2 separate regions of the Gossypium arboreum genome follow, and region 2 is linked to region 1. A link is a contact called in public Hi-C data. All regions are on one chromosome and are shown on one strand. The core of a region is the stretch at or near the end of the contact, and the rest is flanking DNA. Distances in the headings are between cores, read along the strand shown. Region 1 holds the start of LOC108454242 (calreticulin-like). Region 2 holds the start of LOC108453971 (protein SEMI-ROLLED LEAF 2-like).

What was found. Hi-C and Micro-C count contacts between places; a contact is called where the count stands out from the background.
Region 2: a Hi-C map of leaf shows a contact between it and region 1, with 5 times the contacts expected there. The contact joins the promoter of LOC108453971 here to the promoter of LOC108454242 in region 1. A contact is called at or near these places in 2 of 5 Hi-C or Micro-C datasets (both in leaf).

What each region holds. Positions count from the first base shown.
Region 1 is chr13:93,749,127-93,752,892 of ASM2569848v2, forward strand. LOC108454242 (calreticulin-like) reads right to left here and starts at 2,356. Exons shown (of 13, transcript XM_017752632.2): 1 at 2,176-2,356; 2 at 1,172-1,472; 3 at 829-1,084; 4 at 690-746; 5 at 562-609; 6 at 384-470; 7 at 252-309; 8 at 88-155. The coding sequence starts at 2,275.
Region 2 is chr13:93,987,946-93,991,939 of ASM2569848v2, forward strand. It overlaps LOC108453971 (protein SEMI-ROLLED LEAF 2-like), which reads right to left and starts at 2,704. Exons shown (of 20, transcript XM_017752240.2): 1 at 1,813-2,704; 2 at 1,277-1,413; 3 at 504-578; 4 at 306-421; 5 at 76-190. The coding sequence starts at 1,411.

The DNA of each region.
Region 1 (3,766 bases), core at 1,106-3,605:
TGACAAAAACCAAACATTTATCTTGTTATAGTTCTAAAATGGCATGGAATGGTAATAGGATAGATGTAGAGAGAAAAAAAGTGATACCTGCCACAATTCAATACCAACATGCTTTAAGTTGGGGAAAACATAAAGATCAGGATCATCCTTGAAGTCTGTGAACCACATAAAAAACACAGTAATAAATCACTTGAAAAATTTTTAATTGATAAGAAAAGAAAAAAAGCACTACACAGGAAATAGCGATGAACCTGGGTTGTCAATTTTTGGAGCCTTCCACTTGCCATTGTAGTTGGGGTTCTTGATTTTCTGCAGATAGAAAAAGAATTGTTACACATAAAATGTCAAATTAAATGCGGCAATTAGACAGGGATTTCACGAACCTTAGGCTTCCATGGGCCATTGTACTCTGGGTTGGGAATTGTTGAGGGTGTCCATTCACCATCTTCTTCATCATCCCAATCTTCTGGCTGGTGTAAATAATTTTAACCATTAACCTTTATTACAAATAAGGCATGCCCTTTTTATAATAGAAGCATTACTGAAGCATTAAATGACTACCTTCTTAGCATCAGGATCAGGGATTTCTTTTGGAATGTCATCATAACCCTATGGGAAATCAAAAACTAGAGGTTAGCTTGCATAAGCATAACAAAACCATGGAAGGGTTAAAATACGAAGGTTGTTACCTCTGGCTTCTTGTCTTCAGGATCAGGGATGAATTCCTTGTCATCCCAATCTTCAGGCTGCCATCATGCGAAGTTCTTAGTTGTATCAAATATTCATATGATAAAATAAAACCAAAAAGACATCAATTCTGACTAATACCTTCTTCGCACTGGGATCCTTGATTCTCTTCGGTGGGAGAAGATCCCAATCAGTGTACAAGCTACCAGTTCGTTTCCCAACATTATCAATAAGAATTTTGTAAGTAGCATCCGGATGCAGAATAAATGTGTAAACATGAGTAAGTTGGTCAGTCTCACATGGAACTTCCTTTTTCATCAAGTGGTTTGTCCCCTTGTAATGAAGAATAGCATGTACTTTCTTTGTGCTTCCACAGATATCAGGCCCAAACATAATGCTGCACCCAACCAACATTACAAAAAAATCAGTAAATCTGCAATAAAATCTTTTAGAGATACCAAGAGGTTAGATCATAAAGTAAAACCTGTATGGGGTGTCACCACCAAAATTCTTCTGGTCAATGTCACCACTGAGTAGTTTCATGTAACCACCACCACAGTCAAGCTGCTGCTCATGCTTGACAGAAAATTGGAAGACTAGAGTCTTGCCCTTGTTGTTAACTTCTGGGAACTTAGCCGAAATAGCATAGAACCTGTAGTCTTCACTAGTTTGAATACCTTTGTCATTAAGATTCCCACTCCATTTTCCAGAAGTGTAATTCCATTCCCCAGCCATGTTGTCATCTTTCTTCCAGTCAGATTTTACCCACCGACTTTCCCATCCATCTTTGGTTTAAAAACAATAGAAATGCAAAATCAGCCAGAAAAAGAAAAGGTCAAATTCTTCTGTTTGAAAACAGTGAAACGTACAATAAAAACATAAGCAGCTTCTCGTTTGTTAAAGGGAAAGCAAAATTTTAGTAACGCAGCCATGCATAGTACGTTAAGTAGTAGGAACACATTAGCTAGACTCTGATATCTACCCTGATTTAAAAGACCATAACATCTAATTAATTTTGCTAAGAACTAGTGTTTTCATTCTCAAGATACATCAAATAACATAAACTAAAGCAGAATGATAATATTAATCATCATTTCATCCAATTATCCTCTACAGTTACAGAACAATTGAAACACAATACACAAATTCACACCCATTTCTCAAAGAATTCAAACACATTTCTAATAATTTATATATTTTTATAATTAGAGCCTTTTATGGAATCATATTACGTGTAGATCTACTCGACTCACTACATCTTTTAAACGAAATTAATCATTCGAGTAAAGGAACCATCGAAAACAGCCAGATCACCTACTTAACATTTAAAAATCACCGATCCATTCATTTACGTCAAGTTAAAATATCAAAACCTCTTAAATAAAAAAAAGATTCAAACAAAAAAAAAAACGATCTAAAACGTTAAGATTCAATGCATGTAGATTGAGTATTAGAAAGCGGGGGGAAAATGAGTGAGAAAGAGTTTACCATCGAAACGCTCTTCGAAGAATACTTCAGCAGAGGCAATGACGAAGAAAGAGACAAGAATTAGAGAGATAAAATTAGGGATCCGTTTAGGAATCGCCATAGCTGAACTCCACGGAGCGAGAATGTAGAACTGCAGTGCACTGATAGTCTGATGGGTTGTTTTGGTACCGTTTATATAATACTCGTTGCGTTTCAATGGTTTTCTTCCTTTTTACTTTTTACTTTTTACGGCCCAGTTAAAACGAGGTATTATTATTTTCTGTAAATATGACGTGGACTGAAGTTAATGACTGAAGCCAATGGCTTGATGACATGTCATTCACAGGTGTCACTAAGTTGACGTGGCAAAAACTTATTGGCTAGGAATTTCACGTGACACGTAGGAGGATTTTGCCTTGTTAGGCTAGGAGTACGTTACGTCTCATTTCAGCGGAATTGTGTTACATGTGGCAAGCAGGCAATGATCCACAGAACTGTAGAGGCCGTCCACCTAGACGTTGGTTTGAGGCGTAGCAGCAGATTATTTACGTCTCTTAATTGGTCTCGTATTAGCGTTTGGGTTTCAGTTTTATCATCCCGAAACTTCCATTAAAATTTATGGCATCTATTGGTAAAAGAAAATTTGTAAATTTGTTTAGATATTTACGTTTTAGATAGATACTAAAGGTGAATTTGAGAGAAAATAGCATAGAAATATATCTGTAATATAATATTTATTGTGCATAAAAATCTTTTTCTTTTAAAAAACTTTCATCTCAAATCGATGTTTGAAAAATTAAATCTTAAATATTTTACTTGATATTTAAAAAATATTTTTATACAATATCTAAAAATTATTTATATCATAATTTAATTCTTATTAACCTAATATTTTATATTTTTAAATGAAATTTAAATATAATAATGTAAATATATTATTTTATAAAAGTAAAAAAATTTATTTTAAATATAAGTTTTGATACTTATTTTATAAATTTCGATACGTTGTTTCTTTTGAAAGTTTTGTTAGATATCTTTAGAAGTTATCGGTACTTATAAATATAAAATTGATTTAAAAAAGGTTTACAACATTTTGAAAGTTTATAATGTTAGGGCCCTTAGAAACATGATTATATGTTTTATAACATCTGAAAATATTTTAGATATTATCAAATTAAAATTTACAAATTTGATTAATGAAATTTAAGAATTATTTTAATATATCAAAACTAAAATAATTCTATCATTAGATATTCATTGAAAAATTCAATAGAGTAGTTAAATTTAAAATTTTATTTGATTAATTTAAATTTAAATATAATTTAATTCAAGTTGACTATAAAAATAAAAATCCAAATTTAAAAATTATTCTAACTCAAAAAACTAAAATAGGTAAAGTAATCCAACATTACTTGAACCAGGAAAATCAATTTTAAAATCTCAACCAACAAATTTCAATAAAAAATTAATAATAACTCAAAAATATAAAATTCTCAAAATTAAGTGGGGTTTGATAAATTAAAATTCTAAATGTTAAAAATTAAGCATTGAATTTGATAAGTGTTAAATTTATATTAAAAATTATTTGATAAATTAGTAAATATAAGTACAG
Region 2 (3,994 bases), core at 1,454-3,953, 240 kb after region 1:
TCTCAAAAGTTTACATATTCATGAAGATGCAAACATATTTATATTTTTTGTTTCCAGAGGAAAGTAACCGAGGACCTGACTATAGATAAATTTTGTCAAAGTTTGGCATCCAAGGATCTGTGTAGCCTCTTGCTTAGAGTTATCGAGCAGTTCGCTAACAACATTCAGCAAGTTAACAGCAAAATATGCCCTACAAGGTGAAAAAGAAAGATTTATTATACAAGAAAAGGCATTATTGTTAATAACCCCCCACATAACACATGAAAACATAATGAGCATAACATAAAAAACAGTAAGTTACTTACATCTGTTCCTTGCACATGCAAAGCAACTTGTTGTAAGCCTCTGTAACAATATTGATGAATTTGACGTGCTTATAGCGCAGCTCTTTGTAGCATCTTTCTTCAAGGTACTTGGCAATCTATTAAAAGCAGAAAAATCCACAATATCTGAGTCTGTTTACCTATGACCGGCAAACAAATAAGAAAGATAGTAATTTCTACCTTTGGAATTCGGAAAGGATTTCTCGCAGCATATTCACATAACTTCGTAATTTTCCTTTCATTTGGAGGAGCACCCTACAATGCATTGCAAGGCATTAAGTTTAGAATCCTAGCTTATCAAAAAGTGGATGCAATGCAAAATGAACAATGACTCTTCAGAAATGCACCAACTGAATAATTAACCGCATCTAACAATTTTGCTTAATCTCCAGTTTCTTCCAAGATCCAACCAAAGAATAACTTTTTTTCTTTTAAAGTATAAAACAACATAAAGGAACCAACTATAGTGGAGTGTATTTTTATTCTATTAATGTGAAATTACAGTACTCAAATGGCATTAGAGTCAAAGCCGAGAACTCTAGGCAGCTATGTAGCTCAACTCTTCATTTTGCATGAATATGAGTGTAGGATATGAATCTCCAAATACATGAAAAACTTATGTCAAAATTGAACATATCCTTACAGGACACATACTTGTATCCGACACTCACACGTGAGTCCGAGTAACCAACTGAATAGCCACAAACACAGCAACAACCTAGCGCCGATTCAAAAAGAAAAACTCTAGCAGACATTATTGGCATATTGCAGGATCAAATATTCCTTATTGATACTCCCACATTAAAAATTAAAGTACTCAGAATCAAGCTAACTTAAATAGCCATCACCAAAAACCCAAATATGTACAAAGACTTCCTCTGTAGTTTCACCAAGACCACCATTACCAAAATGTATAATCCAAAAAGAAGAAAAAGAAAAGAGTGGATACTCACAGGAGACTTGGGGAATATTTCAGACAATAATTTCTTGTAACGCTTAACAGGTTGTCGAGATCTTGACCTCAAAGCAGGACAGCACACACACATGCTTTCACAAGCTGGGAAGATTTTCCTAGAGATGATCCCCATTTCTGTGCATGCGCAAAGGACAAGTTTAGATTAGAAGAACAGTGAACAAACCTAAAACTATCTTATCTTTGTTCTCCAAATAATGAACCAAAACTTCCACCATACAAAGATAGCAAATTTAATGCACCCCTTTTCCTAAAAAGGAGAAGAAAAGAAAGAACGGATGAAAGAACGAATCATAAATTAACAAAAGGATAAATTTTAAGGTCAGACAAGAACAATGGTGAACTATTTGTACCTAAAACAACGTAATAAGGCTTGTTATTTTTATTTTTATTTTTTGGAAAAAGGGAAAAACCACAATGTCCAAAACAAAATACAGAGGCCAATATACCACCAGCCCAGAAAATAAAAAGAGATGTAATAAAATTTACCACATAAACATAAATTAAAGACCCTACTTGGAAGGTATTAATAATGGGATGAAGAGCAAAAGAGAGCTTCCCCTGCAGTGGGTGGCAGATCTGCAGGAGCAAGAATCGTAGAAGAGAGTGAAAGAAAACCAATGCAAACAGCGGGGGGAGCAAAACGGCGTGGCTCAAGGAAAGGCGCATGAAAAAGAGAGAGAAAGATACAGAGCTATACATGTACGTAGAGAAAGAGAGAGAGTATAAGCAACATCACGTGATGGGGTGTCAGATTTTCTAATCTATGTATGTTTGCTTAGTGGTAAAAGTGAAAAATGTCTTTGCCTTCGTGACAGAAACTGGAAGACCCCCAAAACTCAAAATTCAAATAAAAAAAACAAAGGAAAATCAAGCAGACAACATCCAGTTCCAAAGTACTTGCAATTCCAATTACCAACAACTACTTTTCTTTTAGCTGTGTTTGAAAATTGAAAACCAATGAAAAAAGAGCTGTTCCCCTTTCATCATTCTTTGAATTTTGCTTTTATTGTAGTCAGTGTACTCCATGTCTCAAAGAAATCCTAATTTTGAAAAGGGATGATAAATTTTTAGAGTTTCATAGAACTTTCTTATGCTTAGAAATACCTATCCACAGAGGATACATAACATAATATTCAAATAAAAGAAAAAGGCATGCTTGCTTATATTCTTTTATTTTGATTGATGGTAAGATGGTGAAAGACAAATACAAAGTACTTGATGAATCATCATTTATTTTGCAACATTAAATTTGTTGGAGACAAAAGAGGAGATGTTGATGGTATAAAGGAGTCAATTCACTTAAACAAACGGAAAATTGAAAAGAAATAAGAGGAGAAGGAAGGATGTTGTGAAGGCATGAAAAGGAGTGTAGTGAATAGGCGGTCAAGATTGCTAAAGAGGAAGAAGATCTATTTTTCCTTCTGTCTTGGAGTATTTATAACAAAACTTTCTTATCTAGTGATGTGACAAGTTAGTTACCATCATGGAGTATACGAGGGAGGTGTGTGGCATTTCTTATTTTGCTATTCCTTTTGAGGAGTACAAAATTATTATACTTAGATAGGCCTTAATGGTCTCTAAAGAGAGTATTTATATTTGAAAAAATATTCATATTGAAAAGAGAGTGACCAAATCATGATAAGTGGGAAGCTTAATGAAAGAGGATGTTTTCTTTATTAATAGGTGGTCTCATGACGAGTGCTTAGTCAGTGAGCTTAAATAGTTGAAAACAGTTCAACGAACATGAGATGAAGAACAATCTTCAAATATCCACTAGTGCTTTCTGAAAGTATCACATGTCTAACCCGAATGAGGCATAACAAACTTTGTTAATGAGTAATATCATAAACATTAACCTCTTTTTAACTTATATGACATTGAAACTATAGAGCAAACTAAAATACTTAAAAAGAATAGTAGAACTGTTCTCAATAGCTTTGCACTTATTACAACTTATCGTAAGCCTTTTATTCCATTAAAAGGAGGGAAAGAAGTTAGTATGAACCCTCAGCCATATATAGTAGAGGCATCATCTATTTTACAAATGCAAGTTGCAATGAAATCAATATATGCCACCAGCTTAGATATTAGATATGAAAGGGGTAGGTTTGGTAAAGCAGGTAGTCCAATGATTTACAACTAATTACTTCTTGTGATTATTATTAGAAACTTTCCTATAGGAATTTTGAGTGTGGACTCTTTTGATTTCGTTGTTCTAGGAATTGAGTGCATTTAACTAATATAATAAATAATTTAGTATGTTGTTTTATAATGCTTTTTTTAAGGATATAATTGTCAGGAGGAATCTTAAAAGTTCTCAAAGCAATACTATTTCAGAGTAGACAATGTTGAAAAATAAATACAGTTTTATTTATTTATTTATTTAATAACCAGTTCATTATTCATTGCATTAGCAATTATCTACACTATGAAAAGTAAATTACTATCATCATCCTCAGTGGTAGGAAATTCAATACTTCTTAAATAAGACTTTATGTTAAAATTTTATGTAAAAAGAAGCTTTATCCCATTAAAATATTCAAATTGTTCAATTTCAAACTTAATTGAGATTTAATGTTATTTTTGAAAAATTAACAAAATAAAAATTGAAAGGTGCGTAGAGGTAATGATACTTGAACTTAATTGGAAGAAAATAATCTTAAAGTATAAAATTTATTAGCTATTCGTGTATGGC